Linked DNA regions of Zea mays: regions 1 and 3 are each linked to region 2. Evidence: chromatin contacts called from public Hi-C data. All regions are on one chromosome and are shown on one strand. The core of a region is the stretch at or near the end of the contact, and the rest is flanking DNA. Distances in the headings are between cores, read along the strand shown. Region 1 holds the start of LOC100193685. Region 2 holds the start of LOC103631787. Region 3 holds the start of LOC103631785 (AP2-like ethylene-responsive transcription factor CRL5).

Region 1 (4,207 bases), core at 1,606-4,105, 260 kb after region 2:
TGTTGTTGCGCACAGGCTAAAAGTTGGGTGAGCAAGAGCAGATGGCAAGAGAGCGTGCCAAATAAAATCGTGTTGAGCTCTTATTTATACACCCAGTGCGTCGAGATCAGGAGGGTCCCGCTTGTCAATGACTGTTGCTATTCTAGCAAAGGGAAGGTGTTTTTTCGGACCTTCAGCTTAAAGCCTTCGTCCATGTCGCAATATGAATTTATCATTACAACAAATTAATATTGCGAGGGGCTACTGTTGGGGGCCTTCGGCTTCTGAAGGTCCTCAAAAACATGATTTGACAATGTTTTCCAAGTGAAATATGTGAACAGGTATCTTCGGAATCAGGTTACAGGTATACAAGTATCTGGTCAAGACGAAGCTTGAGCGGGACGGAAGGCGATCATGACGAAGGATAAGATGATCACGAAGCTATGTGCAGAAAAGCTTCGGTATGACGGCAGAAAAGAGGAACCGACTTAAAGATGAAAAGCCAAATTAGACCTCGAAGAATTATTATAGAGTTATTGATAAATGTAAAGGGCATTAATGTAATTCTGCACGGGCTGCGTCCCGCGTCTATAAATAGATGAACAGTACTCCCGTACTGTTCAGGCTGACTTGGCATTCGCTTTTTGCATCACGCCTGTATCTTTACTTTTCATCAATCTGAAGGTACATTTACAATTTGTTATTACAAATTTGATAATACAAATAAGTTGAGGATAATATTTGTATTATTATTCGTATTTCATATATGTGTTCTTCTTCATCATCTATCGAATTTACGAAGGTCTTTTCCTTCGTAACCTTCGTCCATAATTCATTATATCCGAAGGGACATAATGTCTTTAAGGACGAAGGGCTTTGACATTTAACACTTTTTATGTTGACTTGTTCTTAACCTTTAGCATTTGAGAACAAGTCTCCAACAGGCCCAGACGGTCAGCGCTTAAGTGATTTTCCAAAAAAGCTTCTCCTGTCCGGAATAATCTACGGTATTCCAGGCAGTCGATTTAGAATAGTTGTAGATGAACTTATGCACATATGGAATGATCAACTAGACAAACTGGTTAGTCCACAAAGTTTGTGATGGTCGTTAAACACCAAAATTGATTATAGGAAATGTTGAGACTATTTCCCTTTCACTTACCCTTAACAAAATTAGACAATTTCTTGGGGGCATTAAGTTTGATGTTGCTTGGCTCCCTTGTTGGAATCCAATACCTCCTTAATGCCAGGGCGTCTCCCATTATAAAGCATACTACGAGCAAATTTGAATTTTTCATTTTCTAATTCATGCTCGGCAATTTTAGCAGTTAATTTTACTATGTGATCACTTTGTTGTTTAATTATGGCAAGGTGATCATCAATACCTTCAACATTAACATCTCTACATCTTGTACAAATAGTGACATGTTCAACAGTAGATGTAGAGGGTTTGTAAACATTCAATTCTTTAATCTTAGCATTTAAATTATCATTCTCAATTCTAAGACTATAAATTGAATCATTGCACATGCTAAGCTCCTTAGACAAATTTTCACATTTTTCTACTTCTAGAGCATAAGCATTTTTTAATTTAACAAATTTTTTGTTTTCATTAACGAGCAAGTCTTCTTGACATTCCAAGAGATCATCCTTATCGTTAATGGTTTCTATTAATTTATTCAATTTTTTATTTTGGTCCATGTTAAGGTTGGCAAAGAGAGAAATTAAATCATCATTATCATCACTAGTGCTACCCTCATCATCAGATGTAGTGTATTTGGGGATATCTCTAGAATGTACCTTCTTCTTCTTGCCGTCCCTAGCCATGAGACACTTGTGGTCGACGTTGGGGAAGAGAAGTCCCTTATTGACGGCGATGTTGGCGGCGTCCTCGTCGGAGTAGGAGTAGGACGAGCTCTCGTCGGAGTCCCATTCCCGCCCCATGTGCGCCTCACCGCCCTTCTTGTAGTACTTCTTCTTCTCCATCTTCTTATTCCCTTTCTTGTCTTCGTCCCTGTCACTTTCACTAGAATATGAACATTTAGCTATAAAGTGACCGGATTTACCACACCGGTAGCACACCTCTTGGAGCGGGGCTTGTAGTCCTTTCCTCTCCTTTGCTTGAGGATCTGACGAAAGATCTTAATGATAAGAGTCATCTCCTCGTTGTCGAGCTTGGAGGCGTCGATTGGTAGTCCACGTTCGCTTGCGCTCTTAATGATAAGAGCCTGGCAGAAACCCGAGAGTGGCCTATTCGCTTGCGCTTAGGCCTGGTGCATCCGGTGCACACCGAACACTATCTGGTGCGCTATTTTTCAGCACACTCTCAAGTCTTGCTCCAAATAAATTTGAGTCCTCAACTGAATTTCTTTTTTGGTTTGTGTTGAACCTTATGCACCTGAGATAAATGACATCTTGACAAACTAGTTAGTCCACGTGGTTTGTGATGGACGTCAAACACCAAAATCGATTATAGGAAATGATTAGATCAATTTTCCTTTCAAATATCTCATCAAACCTTGGGTTATGAACATCTACTCCATATCTCAATTTCTCAAACTCTAAAATATAAGACTCCAAACTATCTTACTGCCTTAAGGACATCAACCTCCTTAATGCCCTAGGATAAGCATTAAGGAGGTATGTGTGGTGGTTATTTCGATTATTCTCTTCTCATACTCTTCAAATGTGATTACAAGTATTTATAGACCCTAATCTAGACCTAACCGCCTGGTTCTATTACAAGGTTTGGAACCCTAACGGGCCAGCCCAACAGTACTTTCACTAATCCCTGCTCTTCAATCGACTTACTCAAATAACTGATACTCCCTAAAAGCACAAGAATCAGCAACACATACAACTCACATAGTGCTAACAGAACCCGACGGGATTCAGGTTGACGACGTGACGGCGGAACCCCCTTCGACCCCTGCTCCACGGGGAGACGTGGAGATGATGACCGAGGACGAGAAGGAGAAGGCCAGATTGTTTCTGCCTGATTTGAGGTGAGCGATAGATTCAACTGATCGATTTTGAGTTCTTATACCTTCACCCGGGCTCAGTTATTTACATTTCATCAAAGCTCCACATGCTAATTACCTTTACCTTGCTGTGAATGTGAAGGCGAAGCCCCACTTCTAGTTCGCGGGGTCCGGCTGTGGAGGAGATGACTTCGAATGAATCTGTTAGCAGTAATAGCATCTCAAACTTTAAATGGGGTGCAACCAATAGGCGGTCTCGGACGCAGTTTAGAGGACAAGGAGACACTGAGATTTCGGCTCCAGCCTTAATTGGAAGCTCAGACAAAGGGATTTCTGGCCTCTCTGCTGGCACCTCAAAGGAGAAGAAAGGCACTGAAGAAACTCGTAGTGCACAGAACACAGGAGGTCCTCTCAGTCTCAACATCATCGATGGTGTTACGTCAGGTTCTCCAGTACCTAGTGCAGTAACCCCTAACTACTCAAAACATGATTCCACAGATTTAGGGCTTATTAGTTCTTCATCAAGTCCAGTAACAAGCGCACAACGGCCACTCCCAAGCTCCAGCGTAGGCTCAAACTCAAGAGAATCAAAAAAGAGGTAATAAAAGATTAAATCTTTTGTGACATTTATTTATGGGACCTTTCTGCAAAACCTGGTGTGAAAGGTGTTCTTTTACATGTCATTTTGAAATGATGCATAGCCTATCTTTTTTGCTTTTCCTCAGGGATACCGCTTTGCATCCACTGATTTTCAAGGAAGCTGGCCTTCCAGATAATACTTTGTTGACTTACAAGTTGAAGAACGGAGAGGTGCTCTGGATATTTACGTCCTTTTTTACGTTCATCATAAATTGTAGCCCACTCTTAAGAGGATTCATGATTCACTGATTTTTGTAGGCACTACTGCAAGGGTATAAGCAGGGAGCAGGTATTGTCTGCAATTGTTGCAATCAAGAGGTACAAAACTAATAATCACTCAGGAATTGTGTTTCTTAGGGTGCAATTATTCTGTTTGATGACCAATAATTAAGGTTTTGCTGTTCCCTTCTGACTGTAGGTTTCCCCTTCGGAATTTGAAAAACACGCTGGCATGGGGAAAAGACGACAACCGTAAGTACCACCATTTTTTAGAAGAAATCGAGCTTATGCAAACTTATTACTTAGTAGAAGAACTAAAAGTTCAAAATGACATTCATTAACTTTTGTAATAATCTAGACTTAAAAAGAATTCTTGGGTGTTTGATTTT
Region 2 (4,298 bases), core at 1,096-3,595:
ACATGTCGAGTTATTGCTCATGTTATTTTTGAAGTAGCATGCAAGTTTTGCAACTGTCACTGCCTTATCTGTATAGTTAAAGCAGTGAAGCATGTTTAAAGTTGTCTTGTCTTGTTAATCATCAGGTTGCAGCAGGAAAGCATTACAACGTTCCTGCTGTCAGGGGATAGGGGAGAAGCAGTGACAAGCATTGGGAGGACCATTGGAATCAGGAATGAAAACATAAAGTCTTCCCTGACTCCGCAAGACAAAGCAAGCATTATATCAACTTTGCAAGCGAAGGGACACAGAGTTGCAATGGTAATGAAATCCAATGCTCTATTGGTGTTCTATCATGGACAGGTCAAATATCCACACTTATGATTCATAGACCAAAAGTATAGCCCAAAATTTGAGATAATAGACAAAGTAGTTCAGAATTGCTCACTGGAACTGGAAACTTCGTGTCAAGTACTTGACTACATGTCTATTTTTTAACTTTACTTTTTTTACCTGCATGGATTCCTAACAACATTGACTTGTTGTACTCGCTGTTGTCTAGGTTGGTGATGGAATAAACGATGCCCCGTCTTTAGCAGCCGCAGATGTTGGAATAGCCATGCGAACTCATTCAAAAGAGAACGCTGCCTCTGATGCAGCTTCAGTTGTTCTACTAGGCAACAGACTTTCTCAGGTAAGGTTCTTTCCTGTAATGTTTCTTTCTCTGAGTAACTCAACTCAAGTGCCATTAACGGGGATCAAACAATCTCCTGTGCAGGTGGTAGATGCGCTATCCCTGTCGAAGGCAACGATGGCAAAAGTTCACCAAAATTTGGCCTGGGCAGTGGCATATAACATAGTAGCCATTCCAATTGCCGCTGGAGTGCTGCTGCCACAATATGATTTCGCCATGACACCATCTCTCTCAGGTAATGTTTACTGAGGACAACTACGTGCTTTGTCTGTTACGCCATGTTTTGGTACATCGAACTTTAGTAACGATGCTATATTTGGCGGTTTATCATGCAGGGGGGTTGATGGCCCTTAGCTCAATCTTTGTTGTCAGCAATTCTTTGCTTCTGCAGCTGCATGGGTCGTTTCAGAACACAGAAAAACGGCAGGGTGATCTGAGCTCAAGATTAAACTGAATTGTTGGGTTTAGTTTGACCCAGCCGAAGGACAGTGGTATTGAATTATAGAGGGTTCTGATACTGGTTTTCCAGCTCCGGCTAATTGAACTGAGTCAGAACTATAAGTAGCAAGCTATTCGTGTCAGTAGTAGCATGTTCCTGTACTGTTTGTCAACCCAACTATAGTAGCAAGTATGACCCAGAAGGACAATAATCTACCACGGCCTTCAAAAACATTGTAAATTAGTAATGGTACTGCTGTAAGCCTGTAAACAAAGTTAAGGCGTATGACTATCGTTCATGGTCTAGCAATGTGCAACAAGCTATAAGCTTCATTTCACACAGGTATGGGAAGTTCAGTCAACAGAACTAGTCGAATAGCAAGCAGTACACATAGCAACTATGGCCACACTATAATGGCAATCATACCCCTGAACAATAGCATAGCTAGGAGATTACTGGCGATTCTTCTACTTCTACTTCTACTTCCATGTGTTGGTTGTTCTAGGCTTCTAGCACTCTTCGTATCCATCGTTGTTGGCCCAGTGCACCTTCTTGCCGCTGCTGCTCCGCATCACCTTCTCGTCGACGGCCTTCACCCCGGCCTCCGCAGCTGCCGCCGACTCGGCCTGCACACGCGCCATCTTCCTCCCTCGCTTTCTCGCCGCGGCCGCCTTCTCCGTCTCGGCCTCCTGGTACTCCCTCGCCCAACGCCGGCTCAGCACGCATGTTGCAGCTAGCGCGACGGCCTGCGCCATGAACATGGCCAGCAGCAGTAGCTCCTCGAGGAACGCCAGCACGAACTGCTCCCGGCGATCCCTGGCGGAGCCGAGGAGGCGGAGGCTGTGGTCGTGGCGGAGGAAGAAGGCCAGGGAGGCCAGTGCGTGGCCGGACAGCGCGGCGAGCGCGAGCGCCGTGCTCGCGGCGAGGCAGAGGTGGGTGAGCTGCGCGTGGAGCGCTGCGAGTGCGGAGAGCAGGGTGGTGGCGTGCACGGAGACGAGCGCCCAGCCGAAGGGCGTCGGCCGCGGGCGGAGGAGGAAGACCGGGCCGAGCGCGGCGGCGGCGAGGACGAGGAGGGAGAGGTTGAGGAGCCAGACCAGTAGGTTGGGAAGAGAGGAGCATCTCCGTAGGCTCGAGTTCTCGGTGGCGGACGCCATTGCTTTACTGGGTGCTTGTGTTCTCAGTGCGACAGTGATCGTGTGAGTCTGATCTGTTGCTGAATGCTGAGTTCAGAGGAGCGGGGAAGTGCGTGGCGCGTGGGGTAAGGTTTATACAGAGTGGGAAGACTGACCGTTGAGCAGAGCAACGGCTAAGTCGGCGCCGGGAGTGTGGAGCCTATGATTACTGTCTCCTAGTCCTAGTTCACCGTGCTCGAGGAGCCAGTTGCCATCAGCATGGAAGTTAGCTTTAGGTTAAAAGAATAAAAAGTTGATTGAATTGGACAATTGGTTCCACTGCAAATGGCAGTACGTCTCGAGTCGTGTTTACTGTTTAGGGACATAATTGCAAAAAAAAAAATCAAAGAATATGTTACAGCCCCTCTACCACCCGCGGATACACCACAGAAGCCGCCCCTTCGTCGCGAGCCTGGAAGAAGAGAGCGCCGTGCCAACGTTCGACTGGCGGGCCCGGAGTGGAAGTGACCTGTGCGTGTCTGTCGCGTGGGGCTGCGTCCTCATGGTGTGTGCCTCTGGCTATCTGTAATAAGTAGTGAACTCTGCCTTGGGCGAGGTATCAAGAATCTGAACAATAGAAAACTCTGAATAGAGCTCCTTGTTCTCTCCTATCTCTGTCTCCTACCTCTGTCTTCTCCTACCTCCATATCCCATACCCTAACAAATTGGTATCAGATTCCTTCGTTCCTCGGCCGTCGCATCCATGGCGTCCCCTACACCTTGACGCGCAGCTCACTCAAGCGCTGGAACAACAGACCCACGCCATTCTCGCTGAGCTCGATAAAAGGTTCACGGCGATCGACTCCAAGTGGGAACTCCACGTCGGCATTCTGGAGTCCCAGGCGGCGGAATTCGCTCACCACTCCGACGAGTTCGCCTCCGCCATCCGCGCGGACGTCGAAGCCCACCTTTCGGCGGCCGATGCGGATCTCACCGATCGGGTCCGCTACTGGGAGGCAACTACCGGTGCACGCGTCACCTCCCTCGAGTCCACCCTGCACGTGTTCGAGGCTTGGCGCCCCCGAATGGAATCCTCAGTCGAAGCCCTACAATCCACCATGGATTCAGTTTGCGCTGAGCTGTCCAAAGTGGAGATCCGGTGGTCACATGGGGCGCGCGTCGAGGGCTTCTCCAAGCCCGGCATCCTCGGCACGCGTGGATCGGCACCGGTGGGCTCCTCTGCCACCGTTGAACACACTGACGGCTCACGTTTTGGGCCCCGCTTCGTTTCTTCTCACCGGGAATGTGGATTTGGGCCCCCTGTGGCCGATCTCCACTACCCGGTCAAGGGTACGTGGTCACCTAACGCACCTGCTTCGTTTGAGTTTCCAATTCATCATGATCTTAATTCTGGAAAGCTAGATCGTCGGGGGGAACTGAGTAGAGAATTGGGTGATCTTGAAAGGGAAATGTGTCCTTGGGCCATTTCTAAGTATTTTGGTGATTGAGTGCCAACACAAGTGCTTCTGTGTTAATCTATGCAAAGTGGTGGACAAAGTGCAAATCATGTCAAAAGGTATGTTTCTAGACTTAGTACATTGTTTTATGGACTAATGTATTGTGTCTAAGTGCTGGAAACAGGAAAAATCAAGTTAGAGAAGAGATGGCTTTGTTCTGCCAAAGTCTGCTCAGTCTGGGTGCATCGGACTGTCCGGTGGTGCACCGGACAGTGTCCGGTGCGCCAGACTGGCTCTGGCGAACTTGCTGCTCTCGGGACTTCGACGGCGGTGTACGGCTATAATTCACCGGACTGTCCGGTGGTGCACCGGACTGTCCGGTGAGCCGTTCACAGGCGAACTCGTCGCTCTCGGGAGATGATTAACAACGTACGACTAAAATTCACCAGACTGTCCGGTGGAGCACCGGACTGTCCGGTGAGCCAACGGTCGACTAGGCCAACGGTCGACCAGGCCAACGGTCGGCCGCGCGATCTGCGCGGGACACGTGGCCGAGCCAACGGCTAGATGGAGGCACCGGACTGTCCGGTGCGCCAAAAGCTCTCAAACCCCAACGG
Region 3 (3,927 bases), core at 645-3,144, 350 kb after region 2:
CATGAGATAAAACTAATTTCATGGGATGAAACATGTCAGCTCGTTTCCAATGTTTTGGAAACCATGTGAAACCTTTATCGAGAGTGATTTGTTTTATCTTTACATATTTTACTAACTTTTATTGGTCATTGAGTTACATCAGTTAATTGGTATGTTAGTCTATAAAATGGTGAAATGATTTTTTTGTATTGAGAAGCAATGTTTCATTCTAAGTTTCATGACACATTGGATCATGTGACATTGTTGAAAAGAGCGCCATGAAATCTCCATTGTGAATAGTCTAACTAAAATTTAGTTCTAATTTTAGACACAACATGAAAGGATCATATACAAGTTAATCATAGACTAGGCAATAGATGCTAATTAGTGGTTAACACTCATTTAAAATATATAGTTCATGTATTTATGCTATTATCATATGACGATGGATTAATTTTTTGGTCTACTGATCCAAATTAAAACTTTAATCATATTTTAAAAAAATATTAGTATATAACCATCTTCTATCGTTATACTAACAAAAATATAATTTGATGGTGTATTTATGTAAACCGATCATCAGAGTGCAGGTGGCCTAGATCAAGGCCCCTACGCCCTAGCCATGTGGAACTTTATACTACATATAATTTTAGAGCCCTTAAACGAAGACCTAACTCTATAATTCGTCTATACGATGCCACAATAAACATTTGCTAATTATAAACTAATTTGTCTTAATAAATTTGTATCAACATTTAGTCTTCAATTATGTAATTAGTTTTCTAACTATATTTATTGTAATTACTATCAAGCATTCAATGTGACATCTACGGCTTTGTTGCGGATACGGCTTCTACAATATTTTGTCTTTATGGATTGCAGTTGCAGTAGTCCAAACAGTAGCGATTGCGGCTGCTACAATATTAGATGTTGTTTGGTTAATGAAATATAACATAAATGATAATGATTCACACTCGATTAACTGCAGCAGCAAGTTTGAATATGATGATATCAGTTTCTACTAGTGTGGTATTTGATTACGGTTATATTTTAAAAACATATGATTTAATGTTATGAGTTAACTAAACATATGGTTTAATGTTATAAGTTAACATTTACGTTCCAAACGTGTGAACAAAACAACAACTTTATTTATTTTTAAAATCTTGCAAAAGGTAAAGCGGTTCAAACTAGTACAGAAGAAGTAACCGGAAGAAGTGAAGTTCGGTCACGCACAAACGAGGGCTGTCCTGCAACACTCGATCGGTTACCGAGATGAAACATGCATGGGTACAGAGGCTCAAAAAAGCGTCCATCGAGAGTTGTTGTTGATCTCTGGATCACGAAATCACCTGAGAAGATCTGCGCGCATTTCCTCGCATGCATGCGGCACCTGTCGTGGATCGAGTTGGGCCGGCACGTGAGAGAGAGAGTCGTAGACTCGTAGTCGACGACGACGACGAACACAGACAAGAAGAGAGCCAGCCCAAGGCAAAAAGATAGAGCGAGACGACAGATGAGCCGTCACACATTCACACGCTAGGGCGCAGCCAGGCTAGCTAGCACAATAGCTCCTCGTGCCGCCAGAGGCTGGCAGGAGGGGCCCCGGCCCGGCTGAGCCGCTGGTGAGCTGCATGCCATGCCATGCCACACCCGCACTGGACACTGCAAGACGTTTCCACTGACGGATGGCACGGCACGGCATGGCGTCTGCGTGGCACGGCCCCCAAGACAAAAAGGAAAACGCCGGTCCACGGCGCTCGCATCTGTTGCATGCAATGCAATGCATAGTTGCACAGTTGCACTGCACACCGAAACCTTTTGTTTTGCATGGGCTCTTCTCGTCAAGCGAGTCGTCACCTACGTATGCTAAACGCTTCTTGGGCTGCTTGCAGCTCGCATTCATATCGTTGCCACCTACACAGCACTCCCCCCGTAGCCATATATAGCTTGCTCGCATAAACGTCAAAAAGGAGACTCTTTTGGCCCTCTTCCGGCACCGGCACCGGCACCGGCACCAGCGCCAATCTAGCTAGTCAGTTTAGCTTCGCTCCTTCGCTTGCTTGCAAGTAACAGCCTCTCTCGTGTCCAAAAAGAAAGTCTTTCTCTGGAAAGGAGAGAAGGATCATCATCACCAGGATCAAGAAAGAACTCGTCGATTCCTTACCCCTTCCGTCTTCTTCTGATCTCAGCTCTATCCACTAGCTAGGAGATGGACATGAACAACGGGTGGCTTGGCTTCTCCTTGTCTCCTTCGGCAGCGAGCAGGGGCGGCTACGGCTACGGCGACGGAGGCGGCGGAGCGAGCGCGAGCGCGTGCGGGGATGGAGAGGGCTCTTGCCCCTCGCCTGCCGCGGCTGCCTCGCCTCTCCCTCTCGTGGCCATGCCGCTCGATGACTCTCTGCACTATAGCTCTGCTCCAGGTAAACTGCATGCACGCTTATTACTATGTCTGTAGGGTACAGAGGAAGCAGCTTATTTTCCTTCTTTTTTTTGGGTTATGATCGACGCCGTGCGGCGGCGGTACTGGTGTTTGTGGAGCACAACTCCTTTCCTTTTGTCAACACTCTTCTTCCTGGCACTGTTTGTTGCCAACATGGGGGGCGTGTTTGGTGGGGCTCCGCCGGCCCCCGCTTCTTCTTCACCGGAGCCGCGGAACCACAGAGCTGCGCGTTTCTCCTTCTATGGCCATCGGTTGTTGCCGCTCCGGTGTCGGGCATATATATGTCTCTGTTTCGAGAACTTCGGCTAGCTAACAGTACTACCAGAATCTTGAAATCATGCGTCTCCTATACATGTATTCTTCACTCGAGAGCTTGGTGTTAAAAAAAACTAAATCTTAGTTACCAAGATTCAGTGGGAACTGGCAACCGATTTCGTCACGACATGCTAAGTGAAGCAAAAGGACAAACTCTTCTTTGGTCTCCGGAATGATCTTGGATTGTGTTCAATTATTCACATTACTTTTAATAAAAACAAAAAAAGATCAGTTAGTACCAGTTGTTTACATTAGGGAAGGCCGGCCGGGCAACTTGCTGCTGTTTGTGAAGTCTCAGTGAACGTAAGGCAGCACCTGCGCTGAACTGCACTGCACTCCACAGCACTCGTTGGCCTTGGCCCATGTCGCGCGCTCTCTCGAAAAGGAGGCATCATTTCATTGAGCATGTCCGTTCTTTGTACCGTTCCTGTGCAGATTGGAGGCACGGCGCAGCAGAAGCCAAAGGGCCCAAGCTCGAGGACTTCATGAGCATCACTTGCAGCAACAAGAGCAGTGGCCGCAGCCTCTACGACAGCTGCGGCCACCACGACGACGAGCAGGCCAGCAAGTACCACGAGGTCCACGGCATCCACCCCCTCTCGTGCGGGTCGTACTACCACGGCTGCATCAGCAGCGGCGGCGGCGGCGGAGGCGGCATTGGCCTGGGGATCAACATGAACGCGCCGCCCTGCACCGGCGGGTTCCCGGACCACCAGCACCACCAGTTCGTGCCGTCGTCGCACCACGGCCAGTACTTCCTGGGCGCCCCAGCCGCAAGCGCGGGCCCGCCAGCAGGCGCAGCAATGCCGATGTACAACGCCGGCGGCGGCAGCGTTGTCGGCGGCTCCATGTCCATCTCCGGCATCAAGTCCTGGCTCCGGGAGGCCATGTACGTGCCTCCGGAGCGACCGGCGGCGGCTGCGCTGTCGCTCGCCGTGACGGATGACGTCCCGCCGGCCGAGCCGCCGCAGCTGCTGCCGGCGCCGTTGCCGGTGCACCGCAAGCCCGCGCAGACGTTCGGGCAGCGGACGTCGCAGTTCCGTGGCGTCACCAGGTTGGCCTTAGTTGATGTGCTGCGCGCATCAGCGCATGCATGCGTACATGCTCAGGATCTCGCAACGTCGTTCCTAGCTTGATCGATCGTCCTGATGCGTGCGTGTGTCTAAATGGATCTATCTGCAGGCACAGAT

The links. A called contact is a pair of places that touch in the nucleus more often than the background predicts.
Region 1: a Hi-C map of ear shows a contact between it and region 2, with 5 times the contacts expected there. The contact joins the promoter of LOC100193685 here to the promoter of LOC103631787 in region 2. A contact is called at or near these places in 8 of 25 Hi-C or Micro-C datasets (ear, endosperm, leaf and 3 more) and 1 of 3 datasets of contacts at active chromatin or transcription factors (leaf).
Region 3: a Hi-C map of ear shows a contact between it and region 2, with 1.7 times the contacts expected there. The contact joins the promoter of LOC103631785 here to the promoter of LOC103631787 in region 2. A contact is called at or near these places in 2 of 25 Hi-C or Micro-C datasets (bundle sheath and ear).

The regions. Positions count from the first base shown.
Region 1 is chr1:16,340,773-16,344,979 of Zm-B73-REFERENCE-NAM-5.0, reverse strand. It overlaps LOC100193685, which reads left to right and starts at 2,855. Exons shown (of 15, transcript NM_001138777.1): 1 at 2,855-2,984; 2 at 3,103-3,558; 3 at 3,686-3,770; 4 at 3,858-3,917; 5 at 4,018-4,070. The coding sequence starts at 2,932.
Region 2 is chr1:16,599,409-16,603,706 of Zm-B73-REFERENCE-NAM-5.0, reverse strand. LOC103631787 reads right to left here and starts at 2,345. Exons shown (of 1, transcript NM_001351081.1): 1 at 1,379-2,345. The coding sequence starts at 2,266. The coding sequence ends at 1,622. It overlaps LOC100383364, which reads left to right. Exons shown (of 17, transcript NM_001327773.1): 14 at 126-300; 15 at 542-673; 16 at 758-908; 17 at 1,009-1,407. The coding sequence ends at 1,127.
Region 3 is chr1:16,253,586-16,257,512 of Zm-B73-REFERENCE-NAM-5.0, reverse strand. It overlaps LOC103631785 (AP2-like ethylene-responsive transcription factor CRL5), which reads left to right and starts at 1,894. Exons shown (of 8, transcript XM_008653284.2): 1 at 1,894-2,402; 2 at 3,173-3,791; 3 at 3,920-3,927. The coding sequence starts at 2,192.